Linked DNA regions of Mus musculus: regions 2 and 3 are each linked to region 1. The links are chromatin contacts, called in public HiChIP or PLAC-seq maps. All regions are on one chromosome and are shown on one strand. The core of a region is the stretch at or near the end of the contact, and the rest is flanking DNA. Distances in the headings are between cores, read along the strand shown.

Region 1 (4,595 bases), core at 819-3,318:
ATACACACATACATACACACACATACATACATGCATACACACACACAAATAAAAATAATAAAAATAGGGGTTGAGAGATGGCTGCATGATCAAGAGCACTTGCTGCTCTCCCATAGGTCTTGGGTTTGACTTTCTGTACCCACATGAAGTCTCACAACCATCTGTAATTCTATTTCTAGGGGGATCTTGTGCCCTCTTCTGGCCTTCAAAGGCACCAGGCATGCACATAGTGCCCAGATATTGCATGCAAGCAAAAGTATTCCTGAGCGTAAAACTCAAAAAAAAAAAAAGTAAAATGAATCTTAAATTTTAAAGCATCATCCTTGGTCTAAGCTACATTTTCAGTATAAGTACCAGGAAAGAAATTACCCCACCTCTCTCTCTCTCTCTCTCTCTCTCTCTCTCTCTCTCTACTTCCCTCCCTCCCTCCCTCCCTCCCTCCCTCTCTCTCTTTCTTTCTTTTCTGAGACAGGTTTCCCCTGTGTAGCCCTGGCTGTCCTAGAACTGCCTTTGTAGACCAGGCTGGCCTCAAACTTAGAGAAATCCACCTGCCTCTGCCTCCCAAGTGCTGGGGTTAAAGGGATACACTACCACCACCATGCCTGGCCTACTCCGCACTGTAAAGCAGTAAGCTGCCATCGGCTTCTGGCACCAGCCCCAGGAAGCTCAGATTGGTAATTCCAGTAAATACTAACACCCAAGGCTGCACCTAAGCAGATTAGAAACCACAGCCACAGGTGTTTTTCACTCCTGCTAGATGGAAGCCCTCAGCCAGGATTATAAGAGAAGGGGTTGGGGGGGGGGAGAGGGAGGTGAGACAAATGTGCATGCGTGCTAGAGTCACTGGTCCATGAAAGTTACTGCAGCAAAGGCCTCCTGCCTGCAGCCTGGTCTCCTGCTCAAATGCAGCTTCCTGCCTGTAGCACTCAGCCCTCTTCAAGCTGACCCTGTGTTTGATGGCTCCGAGCCTTCCAGTCCCCTGCAGATCCCACCGTCCCCTGTCCCCCACCCCCACCCCCACCCCCGCCGCCCCCAGACCTGTTCAGCTTGCATTTGGCTCTGCTTCCAACTCAGCACTGCCTGTCTGACCTACGCTGCCTCTTTAACCCTCTCTTAGACATCCCGACTATATTGTGATAGGTGGTCTGAGAGTTTAGTAATTACGATTAGAATCAGACAACCTGCGATTGCCAGCCAGCTACCAAGTGAGACTGGGATCACCTGGCAAATTGTGGCTGGCTTGTTTATTTATACATTTTGATATTGAGGGAAGACACAAGATTGTCTATGACAATGACCTGTTTCAGGAGTAGGGCTTTTGCAGATGTGACTAGAGAGCTTCGGATGCAGTCATCTTGGATTTGCGTGACCTCTACATCCCATCCCTGATGTCTTCCTATGAAGAGGATTGGACCCAGAGGCTAAGAGAGAAGAGGAGGCCAGTTGAGACCAGAGATTGGAGAATATAGCTGAGGAAATTGTTCTTCCACAGGCTGGAGAGGCCAGAATAGCTTCCTCCCAACCCCGCAGTGTCGCGTGTCGCAAAGAACACAGACCTGCTGATGCCTCGATTCTTTCCTTCTGGCTTGATGGGAAGTGATACTTTTCTGTTGTTTTCAGACACCCAGTTTATGGTAATTTGTGATTGGTGGCAGCATTCCTGAGAGGGAGATTGCTGTCTCTCAAGCATTTGCCTTAGAGCACGCAGTAGATGCTCATTAAAATCCAGAATCGCCTGTGCCACCATTCCTGAGGACACTGTGGGCAACATCAAGGCATCTATGTGAGCTTTCAGGGAACAGCCTGTGACCCTGCAGGGGACCCAGGTAGCACAAGGAACACCCTGGGTCTCCAAGGGTAGTCACTCAAGCTGACATAGTGTTTTGCCTAGCATTCCTGGCTGGAGCCCTGGAAGGACAGAGCCAGAGGGAGAGGGCAGAGTCTGCAGCTGGGGAAGGCAGCAGCAGGGTTGGGTTGAGGCTTTCAGGAGGAATGCTTACCACCCTGAGTCATGGCATGTAGGCCAATGGCCATCGCTGACACATCACACCCCAGAGGGAGGCGGGCAGTGACCTCATGCTGGTTGTCAAACACTCAGCAAGCCTCCCAGTACCGCCCAGTGCTTCAGCATTGCCCAGAGGGAGCTGTCTCCACCCCTCCCCTGCACACTCGGGCCAACAAGCAGGACAAGCAGACATTTGGGCCAAGACGTTAGATGCTTTTGGGGCGAGGTGAATGGTTTCCACTTCCCAGAGGGCAATGGGATCATAAACTCTGGAATACAAGCTACGCAGCTGCTGCAGCTGCAAAGAGCAAGCACTCTGGGATCAGCTTTGCAAGACTCAGTCCCTCCTGCCTCTTGCCTGTAAAAAATGATGGTTTACAGATGGGGAAACTGAGGCCCAGAGGCTCTACATCTCTGAACCAAAGGGCATCCTGGAATAGGAGCAGTCTGAAACTAAGAATTTATTTTGAGACCGAGTCTGCTGTAAACCCTGGGCCAGGATCCTCACTCTGCCCTGGGTCTAGGAGGGGCTGGAGTCAGTCTCTAGATTTTTGAGTTTTAAAATCTGTTTTTCTTTCTTTCTTTCTTTCTTTCTTTCTTTCTTTCTTTCTTTCTTTCTTTCTTCCTTCCTTCCTTCCTTCCTTCCTTCCTTCCTTCCTTCCTTCCTCCTTCTCTCTCTCTCTCTTTCTCTCTCTCTCTCTCTCTCTAGCTTATAGTTTTTTGAGACAGTGTTTCTCCATGGAGCCCTGGCTGTTCTGAAACTTGCTCTGTAGCCTCAAACTCAGAGATCCAGCTGCCTCAGCCTCCCAAGTGCTAGGATTAAAGGTGTGTGCCAACACCGCCTGGCTTTCTTTCTTTGAAGATTGATTTGTTTTCAAGTTGTATATGTGTGTGGGTATGTGCACGAACGCCAGTGCCCACAGAGGCCAGAAGAGGGTGTTATGTCCCCTGGAACCGGAGTTAGAGGTGGTAGTGAGCCACTTGACTTGGGTCCTGGCAACCAAACTGTGGTCCTCTGCAAGAGCAGCAAGTGTTCCTCACTGCTGAGCCGTCTCTGCAGCTCCTGCCCTGGAGTGTGATGTGTCAGCTGGCAGTGCTGAGGTGGGGACCCAGGACCCTCATTCACACTCTGTGCTCTGCTTCTGAGACTCGTGCGAGGTCCCAGGGAGCCTGGCCTTGTTACTCTTACCTGGGAGTAAAGGTGTCTGCTGGCAGCCATAATGCATATCCTCTCCTTAGAAAGGGAGGGAGGGAGGGAGGGAGGGAGGGAGGGAGGGAGGGAGAGAGAGAGAGAGAGAGAGAGAGAGAGAGAGAGAGAGAGAGAGAGAGAGAGAGAGAAAGAGAGAGAGAACACTTTTCCCAGGCTGTGGATTTGTGGTCTTTACTTACGACCTTGAACTAGAATTTTAGCAGAGCCCGCTAAGACAGGAAATGTAGCATCCAACATGGAATCCCAAACATCCAGGCATCTTGAAACCCTAGCCTGCCCTCCATCCACCAAGGAGAGGGTTACAGCCTTCACTACAGCTGTGCCAAGTTGGTCCGCAGACCTTGACCAGGATCTGGAACACTGGCGAGGCGAGCTGGCGCTCCCCAAGCTCCTGCTCATTTATTTTACCATCATAACTCGAGGCCAATATTTAAGCATCTCCTAGGCAACAGCCCAAACCTCCCAGCCATTGGACCCCAGCCAGCCACATGGTTGGGATGAGGGCAAAGGGGTGGAGCCAAGAAAATGAGTCACGCCCTACCCCCTCCACACCACCTGGGAAAACAGTGACCCAAAAAACAAACCTCGGTTTCTCGGACAGAGAAACTGGTTGGCTTTTTATTTTTTATTATTTTTTTCATGTGGTCCTTCGGCACGATGCTCTGAACACCAGCAGAATATTAACATTTTCATTGTTAACATTTTCACTGTTGCTGTGCTGGTTAAACTTTGTTGACTTTTTGAAAAAAATTTTTTTTTTTTGTCAAGAATAATATGCAAGCAAAAACTGAACAAACTGTTCAGTGTACTGCTCTAGGCGATTGTGTGAATTTCCCCAGCAGAACCTATGCTTAGTCAGCACATTTTTGTGAGGGTCAATGTGTGATCGACCCTTGGGAGTTGCCGGAGCCCCTGGGCAAGAAGTATTACCCTAACTTCTCACCACAGCCTGGTTTTGAATCGGATTATCCACTCTGTCCTAAGTGTGTGGAAGCCAACAGTGTTTCTCAGCTTCGGCCACACTGCTCACTCCCTCCAGGTCAGGGATTGGAGGACAAATGGAGCCACTGGCTGTGGGGGATCTGCTTCAGCTGATAAATGGTGTTGGGGTGTATGGCTTTGGGAATGCTTCAGGTCTGTGCTGGGGAGATGGTTTGGCCATTAAAATACTTGCTGACTAAGCAAAGGGAGTAGAGTTTGAGTCACCAGAGTCAAGGTAAGTGCTGCGTGGGCACAGTGGCTGGCCTGTAATGGCTCTCGGTGAAGGTGGAGGAGACAGAGGTTCCACTGAGCCTGATAGAGGAAGGTTTCCAATGTCCGATAATCAACTTTTGTGTCTCAACATACACTTTCCTTATGTGGAGTTCACCTACATGTGAA
Region 2 (4,595 bases), core at 1,314-3,813, 320 kb after region 1:
GGCCCAGCTGTTTGGCCTTCGGAGTCTCTTGGCAAATGAGGATGGTGAGAAGAGGCCCCAGCCCCCAGCCCCCTCTCCCCAAAGCTGCTACCTAGCACCATTACTGGAAGCTTCTGCCCTCTGACTTCCCTGTTATGTCCAGTGGAGACTGTCCTTTGTCCACTCGGCTGTTCTGGAGCTAGCCACACGGGTTTTGCCTGAACAAGCATGCGGTGACAGCTCCTTCTAGAAGACAGCAAGGCTTCTCAACTTAACAGGAAGGGTCTGTTTCCCCTGAGCTGCTAAGTGACTGTCCGCACTCTCAGACGTGGCATCATTGCCTCCTCTTTCTCAGTCTCAGGACACTTTACCCCACCCCACCACCCCACCCCCACCTCCACCCCCGTGTTGAGATAAGGTCTCATTTAAGCCAGGCTGGCCTCAAACTCATGTGGTAGTCAGAGTGTCCTTGAACAGATGATCCTCCTGCCGCCACCAACAAGCCCTGAGATTACAGGCAGGCAAGACCGCCGATGTTTTATGCAGTGCTGGAGATCTGTGCAGATGCTAGGCAAACCCTCTCCCAACTGGGCCCAGCCCTGCCCCCATCACTTCTCTTTTATTTCCTTCCTCCCTGTCTTTCTTTTTGAGCCTTAAGCCTCTGGAAGGGAGGCCGGCTGCAATGCTCATGCCTGCCGTGGCCTGGGCGCCATGTCTTCTGTAATAGCGCATCTGTTTCTCTCAGCGGCCTCAGGAGGTCATGTACTTTAAACATACCCACTTTACAGATACAGAACCCGAAACTCAGCAGATTGAAACATGTGCAAAGTCCTGTTAAGATTCAGACCCTGTAGCCTGAGCCTGGCTGGCTCTGTGTCGAGTTGCCATGCTCCCCTGTCTTCTTGTCCCTACACGTGTCCAGGACCCCTCCATCAAGGTGCTACATTATCCCTAGGAGCTGGGACCTAAAATCAATGGACTGGGGTTGAGTCTCAGGGAGCCCCAGGCAACAGGAGCAGACTCTCTGCTACATCGCCCTGTGCAGGAGGGCAGGAGCGGTTCTGTCCTGAAGAGAACATTCTAGGCCTGGGCAGAGGAGACAAAAATGTCGAAATCCTTTGAGCCTTTAGGGAACTGAAAGGGATGGCAATGTTAGACCTCCACCCTTGTCTGTGACTTTCCTGCAGTGCAAGGCTGCAGTTTAACCGTGCCCATTTTAGAGCCCTCAGTGTGAGCCCTGGCTTAGGACAGCTGCTCCGCTATAACAGAGCTGGCCAGCAGGTGGCGCAGTGAGAGGAGGCGCAAGAAGAAGGCACCCGCGATTAAGGCTGCACAGTGGTCAGGGTTGAGAAGTGGGATCTGAGTTAGTGTCTGGTGACCATTGGTGCCTTGGTGAGGAGAGCTACAGTGTAGGGGGCTAGACGGAGGGGCCCAGGGGCTGGTGACCGTGACTCGAATGGGAGACAGCAGTACTTGTCACAGACAGGGCACGGGAGATAGGCACAGGGTCCCACGATGATCTAGGGCCCAGTTCTGATCAAGGGGCAGCAGGAGGTGGAAGGACATTGCTCCAGCCTAGAAAGTGGTGGTTCATCCAGGAGCCAAACTTGACGTTGGGTGATACTCATATTCTAGGTGAAATTAGGTCATTTTTTTTTTGGCCAGGAGGAGTGGATTATGAGATGGAGTGAAAGTTCAGAGGTTCACGTGTATCTCGAGGAAGATTCCAGCTAAATGAGGGTATCCCTGGCCTGTCTCTTTTTTACTGAATCAACTACAAAAGACCAGGGAAGTTGGACATAGTGGTGCATGGCTGTAATCCTGGGGCTCAGAAGGTAAAGGAAAGAGACTGAGGGACGTAGAGTCAGCCTGAGACACACAGTAGGTCTGAGGCCAGCCTGAGTTACATTCTATTTTCTTAAAAAAAAAAAAAAAAAAAAAAAAAAGCCAAGATGGTTCAGTATGTTGTTGCCAAATCGGATGATCTGAGGACCCACACGGTAGAGAGGAAAGTGATGTCACAAGTTGTCTCTGCTCGGTGCATGATCTCTGTGGTACTCCTTTCCCTCCCCATCCCCCTCCCCCTCCCCCTCACCCCTCCCCCCTCCCCATCTCCTTCCCTCTCTCTTTCTTCCTCTCTTTCTCTTTCTCCCTCCCTCCCTTTCTCTCTCCCCTCCCTCCTCTCTCTTTTCTTTCTCCCTCTTTTACACACACATATATCATAAAATAAATAGGTAAATTAATACAAATGTAAAAACTCAAAACCCGAACTGCATGTACTCTGGCCATCATGGTGTACGTACATCAGAAATCCCAGCCCTCAGGAGACCGAGACAGGAAGACCAAGCTCTGGGCCAGCCTGGACTACATGAGACCTATATCTTATTCAACAGCTGTCAGGTGATTATAACCTCCTTAAATTGGATGGGCAAGGTCAACCATGTAATCACAAGCACGATTCAGCCTGTGTGCATACAGTTTTGCTCCCAAAGGACTAAATGCTCTCAGCAAGGGGCCCAGACTCTGCCTGTGTAAAATGGGGCTGGACTGGATCCACCCCCTAAGAGGGTGTGAGCTCCTTTGTGATTGGCTGGTTGGTGGCTGGCACACACACATGCCTATGACGTCACTGGCCCTGAGCACAGGAGAAAAGGCAAGAGAGCCAGAGATGACTCAAGCAGGGGGCAGAACTGCTCATTTGTCTTGGTAGGCACTTATTCCATTTTTTTATGCAAATGGGCGTTTTGCCTACATGTCTGTCTGTCTGTGCACCACGTGGATGCCTGGTGCCTGTCGAGTCCGGAAGAGGCCATGAAATTCCCTTAGAAGGTGGCCGTGAGCCACTGTCCGAGTGCTAGAAACTGCATCCAGATTCATAGCCGCTGCAAGAGCAGCAAATGCCCTTAGCCTCTGAGCCATCCACCCAGCTCGATCTATAGCTATTTTTATTGTGAACACATCACGCTTGATTCCCAGTAAACATGAAGAAAGACAAAGAAACCAGATGCTCCGAGACCACTCCCCAGGTCAAGAGAGAGCTGCATGTGAACCCCTCAGCAGCCCCTCCCTTCCCCGAGGGCAATCCCTGTGCTGACCTGAACCCCCGTCATCGTCTTGCTTTGGGTTCAGGCTCATCACCATTGGAGATGGTAGGGTGGATTTTTCACCAGCTTTTGAAACTGATGTAAGGGCATTCACTAGATATTGAGTGTTTACACTCCATATCACGCTGGACAGATCTGTCCAAGCCATCGCTGATTGCCTCGGTATTCAGTTACATCCTAGGGTCACGGGATGACTACTGTGTCCTCTCTGTGGAATATAATGGACGTTTGCGTTACCGTTGCTCTTGTTTCTGAGTTTATCAGCACTGCTCGGACCACTCCAGTTTAGGTGTCCTTGTGACCCACACAAGCGTCTCTGGACATATATATACCTGGGGTGGGATGACAGGGTCGGTCTCAGCATGCTCCAGCCGGCTGGTCTCTAAAGGACAACGTGGGTCTGTATAATGGCACACGGAGACCTGCCATTTGCCCATGTCCGTGCCCACATTTGGCACTACCAGATGTTCTTGTTTGCCCAGCACCTCGGTGTGCCATGGTTAGTCATGCCTCAGCTACTGTGTAAATAGCCACCAGACGTCCACGGAAATAGTCACACTTAGTCCCCACAGAGCCCTCATTCCCCCCCTCCGGGCGATGGCTCAGAGTGCCTGCCACCGTTCAGAGTGGAGAAAAAGGTCTCTACTTCTTCCGTGCTTCTGTGACCTTAAGCCCTTGCTTGCAGGCTGGCCAGTTCTCCTGGGTCTAACTGGAGTCCCCGCAGGCCTTCAGCTCCTCCTCCTCCCGTTCTTTCCCGAGAGCCCCCGCTACCTGCTGATCCAGAAGAAAGATGAAGCAGCTGCTGAGAGAGGTGAGGTCTGTGGCGGTTCCCTCCTGACCCAGGGCCCCGGAGCTCTTCGCCTCTGAGCTCATGCCCTCTGCTCGTCTCGCTCAGCCCTCCAGACCCTCCGAGGCTGGAAAGACGTGCACCTAGAGATGGAGGAGATCCGGAAGGAGGATGAGGCTGAGAAGGCGGCGGGCTTCATCTCTGTGTGGAAGTTGTTCACTATGCAGTCTCTCCGTTGGCAACTCATCTCCATGATTGTCCTCATGGCTGGCCAGCAGCTGTCGGGAGTGAACGCGGTACGGGCATCCTGTGAGCTTGGGGTGCTGACGAAGAGGGGTTGGGGTGTGGTGGGCCACTGGCCATCCTATGCCCGAGGGCCTCTGCCAACCCCCATGCTTCTCTTCCAGATCTACTACTACGCCGATCAGATCTACCTCAGCGCAGGCGTGAAAAGCGACGACGTCCAGTATGTGACAGCCGGGACTGGGGCCGTCAATGTGTTCATGACCATCCTCACGGTGGGTGTCTGCCAGGCGACGGTCCCTTAAGCCACCAAGAGTGGAGGGATATCTGAGGAGTGTGAAAGCTCCCAGCTTGGACAGAGCTGGGCTTTTGGACTGCAACATGCCCCCTGGGCTCTGACGCCCCAGCCTCAAAGCTCTGCTGTAAGCATATCCCTGACTCTAGTGTGTGTGTGTGTGGGGGGGCAGCCATGGGCCCCTAAC
Region 3 (4,595 bases), core at 990-3,489, 270 kb after region 1:
AGATTTCACATCGAAATTTCACAGGTTTTAAATGGCCATTTTGTGGTTTTCAACATTAATATAGAATTATTTCTTGGATTTCTGAATATTTGATATGAAATTCTTTTTTTCCCCTTTTGATTGAAAATAGATTTTCTCATTCACAACATCCTGATCACAGTTTTCCCTCCCTCACATCTCCCTGTTCTGCCAACCTCCCCTTCTATCTAGTTCCACTCCTTTTCTGTCTCATTTAAAGAGAACAAGATTTACTTATTTGCATTTTATGTATGCCTGTGCGCCTTGTGTGTGTAGTACCAGGAGAGCACAGCAGAGGGCGTCCGATGCCCTGGAACTAGAGGTGACCAACTGTTAGCCCTCGTGGGTCCTGAACTTAAGCCCTCTGCTCTTCATTGCTGGCCCATCTTTCCAGCCCAAGTACTTGAGGGAGAGCAAATGCTATAGATTAAATCATTACTGTGGTTGCACAAACTAATAAATGTACTAAAACTCAGTGACTTGTAGGGCTAAAAGGGCCATTGTTGATGACAATAAAACATACATTTTAAAAATTTATTATTATTATTTATTTATTTGTTTGTTTGTTTGTTTGTTTTTGGTTTTTCCAGACAGGGTTTCTCTGTATAGCCCTGGCTGTCCTGGAACTCACTTTGTAGACCAGGCTGGCCTTGAACTCAGAAATCCACCTGCCTCTGCCTCTCAAGTGCTGGGATTAAAGGCGTGCGCCACTACTTCCCGGCCTTATTATTATTATTATTATTATTATTATTAATTATGTGTGTGTGTGCCCCCATACTAACTTATGTGCTTGCGAGTACCTTGCCCTTAGAGAGCAGGCCATGGGATGCACTGCAGCTGGAGTCATAAGTGGTTGTGGGCCATCGAATATGCAAGCTGGATCTTGCACAAGTATCTCCATCCCTAAGAAATACAAAATGTTCAAACAAGAAAAAAAAAAAAAACCTCTGTAAACTGGGAACTATGCTTCCTTACTTTTTTCTTTTCATGTAACATATTTAAAATTACATTTTTTTAAATTTATGGGTATGGGGGTACGCCAGCCACAGGTGTGGAGGTCAGATGTGGAGGTCAGATGACAATTTACCCCACCAAGTGCGTCCTGAGAATCAAATTCAGACTGTCAGTGTTATTCTGCCCTGGCAATTACTCAAGGCCATCTCATAGGCACTAATGTTTCATTCCTTAACATCGCACCTGGCGCTGGAGAGATGGCTCAGCGGTTAAGAGCACTTGCTGCTCTTCCAGAGGATCAGATTCGAATCCAGCCCCCACATGGTGCAGGGGGTGGGGAGTCTGACGCACTTTTCTAGCCTCTGTGGGCACTGCATACACATGGTACAGGTACATCCGTGCAGACAAAATATCCACGCACGTAAAATGATAAAATGTATTTTTAAAATAGCACTAATAAGGTATATAGAATAAACAAGGAACTAAAAGTATATATATATTTCAGTAGGTGAGCACTTCATTGGGATGTGTAAGGTCCTGAGTTGTACACCCAGCCCCACAAAAACACAATACTTTCATTGTAACAAAAGTTAGAAACTTCCCCAAATCACCACCACAGATCTTGTGAAGATTTCGAGTACCCAAGCTTCAGGAATGTAGGCCATGCTCTGGACCTGTTTTTGCCACCATCGGAAAGAATGTTTCCAGCAACCACCCCTCCCCTCCCCAACACACACGTAAGCAGGCTGATCAGGGGAAAGTAACATTAGCCTTAAAAATGCCATTCTCCCCTCCCCGCCTCCCCCCAACCCCCAGAACAGGATGTCCTGGCCATTTGCTAACCTCCTAGAGTGGCTCTGAGAGGCAGAAGGCAACGATTGGGACAGGACTGGGAGGTACTAGGTAAGAGGGAAGCGTAGAGGCGCAGAGGCGTGGGGAAACGCGGAGAAGCGATTGAGCTTGAGGCTGAAAGAGCATCAGGGCGGAGCAATGCGCAAGTGGGGGGCATGGGAGGAGCTTGAAGGAGGCTGGGCGGGGCTCTGGGGCTACAGGGCGGGACATGGAGAGCTCAGGGGCGGAGCGCTGGAGCTTCAGATTCGGATGTGTTACTGCGCAGGGGCGGGGTGCAGGGGCGGGACGCGAGGAGAGCGCGCAGGGTTACAGAGTCGGGGTGTGGAGAGCTCATGAAGGGGCTACCAGCTTGGAGACAGCAGGGGCGGGGACTCGGGACGAGATTAGAGTGCTCAGGGGCGGGCGTGGAGTGCTCAAGGGAGGGACCTGGAGGACTCAGGGTAGGATTGTAGAGCTCAGGGACAGGGAGTGGAGGGCGCCGCGGTGAGACCGCTGTTGTGTAGTTGTTAGACTGGGCGGGGCTGGGACGCAGGCGGGACCCGTGGGGACGCGAGCCCGGGCGCCAAATGCCCAGACAGAGGCGACCGCGGGCTCGGCTTGGCCACGACCTCTCGGCACCCTTAGGCCTGTGCACCCTGGCTGTCTGCCCTTGGTCCCCAACCCACCATGCCCTCACCCGCGCCTCCCACCGAGCTGCTGCCGTGGGAGCGCGCGGTGGTGCTGCTGTCGTGTGCGCTGTCAGCTCTGGGCTCGGGCCTCCTGGTGGCCACGCACGCCCTGTGGCCTGACCTGCGTAGCCGGGCGCGGCGCCTGCTACTCTTCCTGTCGCTAGCGGACCTGCTCTCGGCTGCCTCGTACTTCTACGGAGTGCTGCAGGACTTTGCGGGCACTTCGTGGGATTGCGTCCTTCAGGGCGCTCTCTCTACTTTCGCCAACACCAGCTCCTTCTTCTGGACGGTGGCCATCGCCCTCTACCTATACCTCAGCATCGTCCGAACTACGCGCGGGCCCTCCACGGACCACCTAATCTGGGCTTTTCACCTCATCAGGTGAGTAGGAGACCCGGCTTTGCCTCCAGGCCCCAGACCCAGGCTTATGGGTCCCGGGCCTTGCGTGCTGTGCTGTGGCATTCGTGCTTTCCCTATCTAGGTGTCAAGGTGGTGTGTCCTACTGGCAGTCACATGCATCCCCGAACCATGGAAGGGTGCCCAACTTGCCCAAAAAGTTGGAGCCAAACCTGTCTGAGCGTCTCTGAAGAGGGTGGTCTCTGTATCTGCCCCAGCCAGAATCTCCCAGCAAGGTGTGGGTGGGTGCAGAACTTGCCCATAGGAAGAGGTCTGCCATTTAGAAAGGAATTGGAGACAGTCTGTGCCCTTTGCCTCCTACTTCACCGCGATCTGGCAGTCTCTGCTGCCCATGGAGAGAAGTTCCAGTCTGCAGGCTAGAAGATGAGTTAGGTGGCTGCCCTGGCCTAAAAGCCCACAGCTTCCAATTCTATACCACAGTGGTTGTGGTGCGTCCAGCCACTCTCAGACGATAGTGTGCCAACTGTAAAATGCACAGAGGTATGCTTCTTTAAGCTTTTCACGACATTTATAAACTTCAGGCCCCCATTACCTGCACTTTCTTAGACGCTTTTAAAAAAGATTTATTCATTTTATTTTATGTGTGTGAACTGACTGCATGTATGTATGTGTATGTGTCACGTGTATGTGTACTTGGCGCCCTCGTAGGTCAGACGAGGGTATCGGATCCCCTGGAACTGGAGTTACAAATGGTTGTGAACCATCATGTGGGTGCCGGGAATTGAACCAAGGTCCTCTACAAGAGCAAGAAGTGCTCTTAATCACTTCTCTTAACCATGCTCTCAACCATCTCTCCAGGTCACTCGATGTGGTCTTGATTGTCGAGAACTCAGGTCAGGGTCAGGCTGTCAGCCACCTGGAGTCCCTGAGAGTGGGGAAGCCCAAGGCCCTGCACTATGCTGGTCCACTCTTCTTTCACGCTTGTCAGCAAGAAAGCTGTGCCCAGAGGCCAGCCTTCCCTCCTGTCGTTTCAGTTTGAAATTCTCGGCAGTCTGCGCAGAATTTGAGGCAGGAAGCCTAAGGCTTGTTTCCTGTCTCTTTGCCTCAGCTCAAGGCACCAGCGTCCGCCCTAATTATAGGTCCCTTCTATTAAAAACTTGAATGCTTTCCAAGGGCCGAGCGGGTAGTCAGCACTTTGGTAGAGACAGGTCACCTGGGTGTCACACGCAGAGGCCACAAGCTGGGAAGAGTCACTTGACCTCCTGTTCTTGTAGCTGTTGGAAGGAGACCAGCCGGTCCTAAAGAAACGAAAGAGCCCTCCTCTCCACTTGCCAAGCAAAATCTTTGTGCCATGTCACCATGTTACAGGTAGGGACCTACTGAGAAGGAGTCTGGGGTTTCTCTCCCCTCCAGCATGCAGCAGACACTGACTGTGTGAGACACCACAAGTGTGATGCCAGGTGGTCACAGGCACTGGGAAGGGAGCCCAGGGTTGGACCTTTCTTCCAAGGATCTCTCCTCTGCTGCCTTCCTTTAAACCCCGATGACGACAGTATATTTTTTAAGCAAAAGAAACAGAACCCTCTGTGTGGTCCCTACAGAAGATGAGTTCCCTAACCCATCTGAGTTGGGAGTTCTCCGCTCAGTCTGCATCAGCCACCCTCTGGGAGGGTTCTCTATGATGCTTGGAGAAGTCTTCCTAGGGCAGGCTGTGTCCAGGAGACTTGCTAGAACCTGCCCAGCAGG

What was found. HiChIP or PLAC-seq counts read pairs in DNA pulled down with a chosen protein or histone mark.
Region 2: a FOXA1 HiChIP or PLAC-seq map of pancreatic cancer cells shows a contact between it and region 1. The contact joins two enhancer-like sites. A contact is called at or near these places in 1 of 39 promoter capture datasets (neutrophils), 1 of 115 datasets of contacts at active chromatin or transcription factors (pancreatic cancer cells) and 1 of 9 other capture datasets (liver).
Region 3: a contact with region 1 is called in a FOXA1 HiChIP or PLAC-seq map of pancreatic cancer cells. The contact joins the promoter of Gpr157 here to the enhancer-like site in region 1. A contact is called at or near these places in 20 of 39 promoter capture datasets (the 3T3-L1 cell line, 3T3-L1-derived adipocytes, the C10 cell line and 13 more), 6 of 15 datasets of contacts at CTCF or cohesin (embryonic stem cells, large pre-B cells, pro-B cells and 1 more), 155 of 484 Hi-C or Micro-C datasets (the AML12 cell line, B cells, the Ba/F3 cell line and 78 more), 27 of 115 datasets of contacts at active chromatin or transcription factors (CD4 single positive thymocytes, Th17 cells, astrocytes and 14 more) and 4 of 9 other capture datasets (adipose tissue, embryonic tail, liver and 1 more).

What each region holds. Positions count from the first base shown.
Region 1 is chr4:149,818,708-149,823,302 of GRCm38.p6, forward strand. No RefSeq gene overlaps it. Among named protein-coding and RNA genes, the nearest start is that of Gm42354, 30 kb to the left of the region's middle. Within about 2 kb of position 2,069, at least 109 of the 459 cell types and tissues checked have an H3K27ac peak or open chromatin away from gene starts, as enhancers often do. A contact at or near this core is called in the HL-1 cell line, adipose tissue, adipose-derived mesenchymal stem cells and 12 more, where this site is marked.
Region 2 is chr4:150,135,653-150,140,247 of GRCm38.p6, forward strand. It overlaps Slc2a5 (solute carrier family 2 (facilitated glucose transporter), member 5), which reads left to right. Exons shown (of 14, transcript NM_019741.3): 7 at 1-44; 8 at 3,769-3,894; 9 at 3,979-4,166; 10 at 4,278-4,388. Among named protein-coding and RNA genes, the nearest start is that of Slc2a7, 11 kb to the right of the region's middle. Within about 2 kb of position 2,564, at least 147 of the 459 cell types and tissues checked have an H3K27ac peak or open chromatin away from gene starts, as enhancers often do. A contact at or near this core is called in pancreatic cancer cells, where this site is marked.
Region 3 is chr4:150,085,264-150,089,858 of GRCm38.p6, forward strand. Gpr157 (G protein-coupled receptor 157) reads left to right here and starts at 2,240. Exons shown (of 4, transcript NM_177366.3): 1 at 2,240-2,873. The coding sequence starts at 2,491.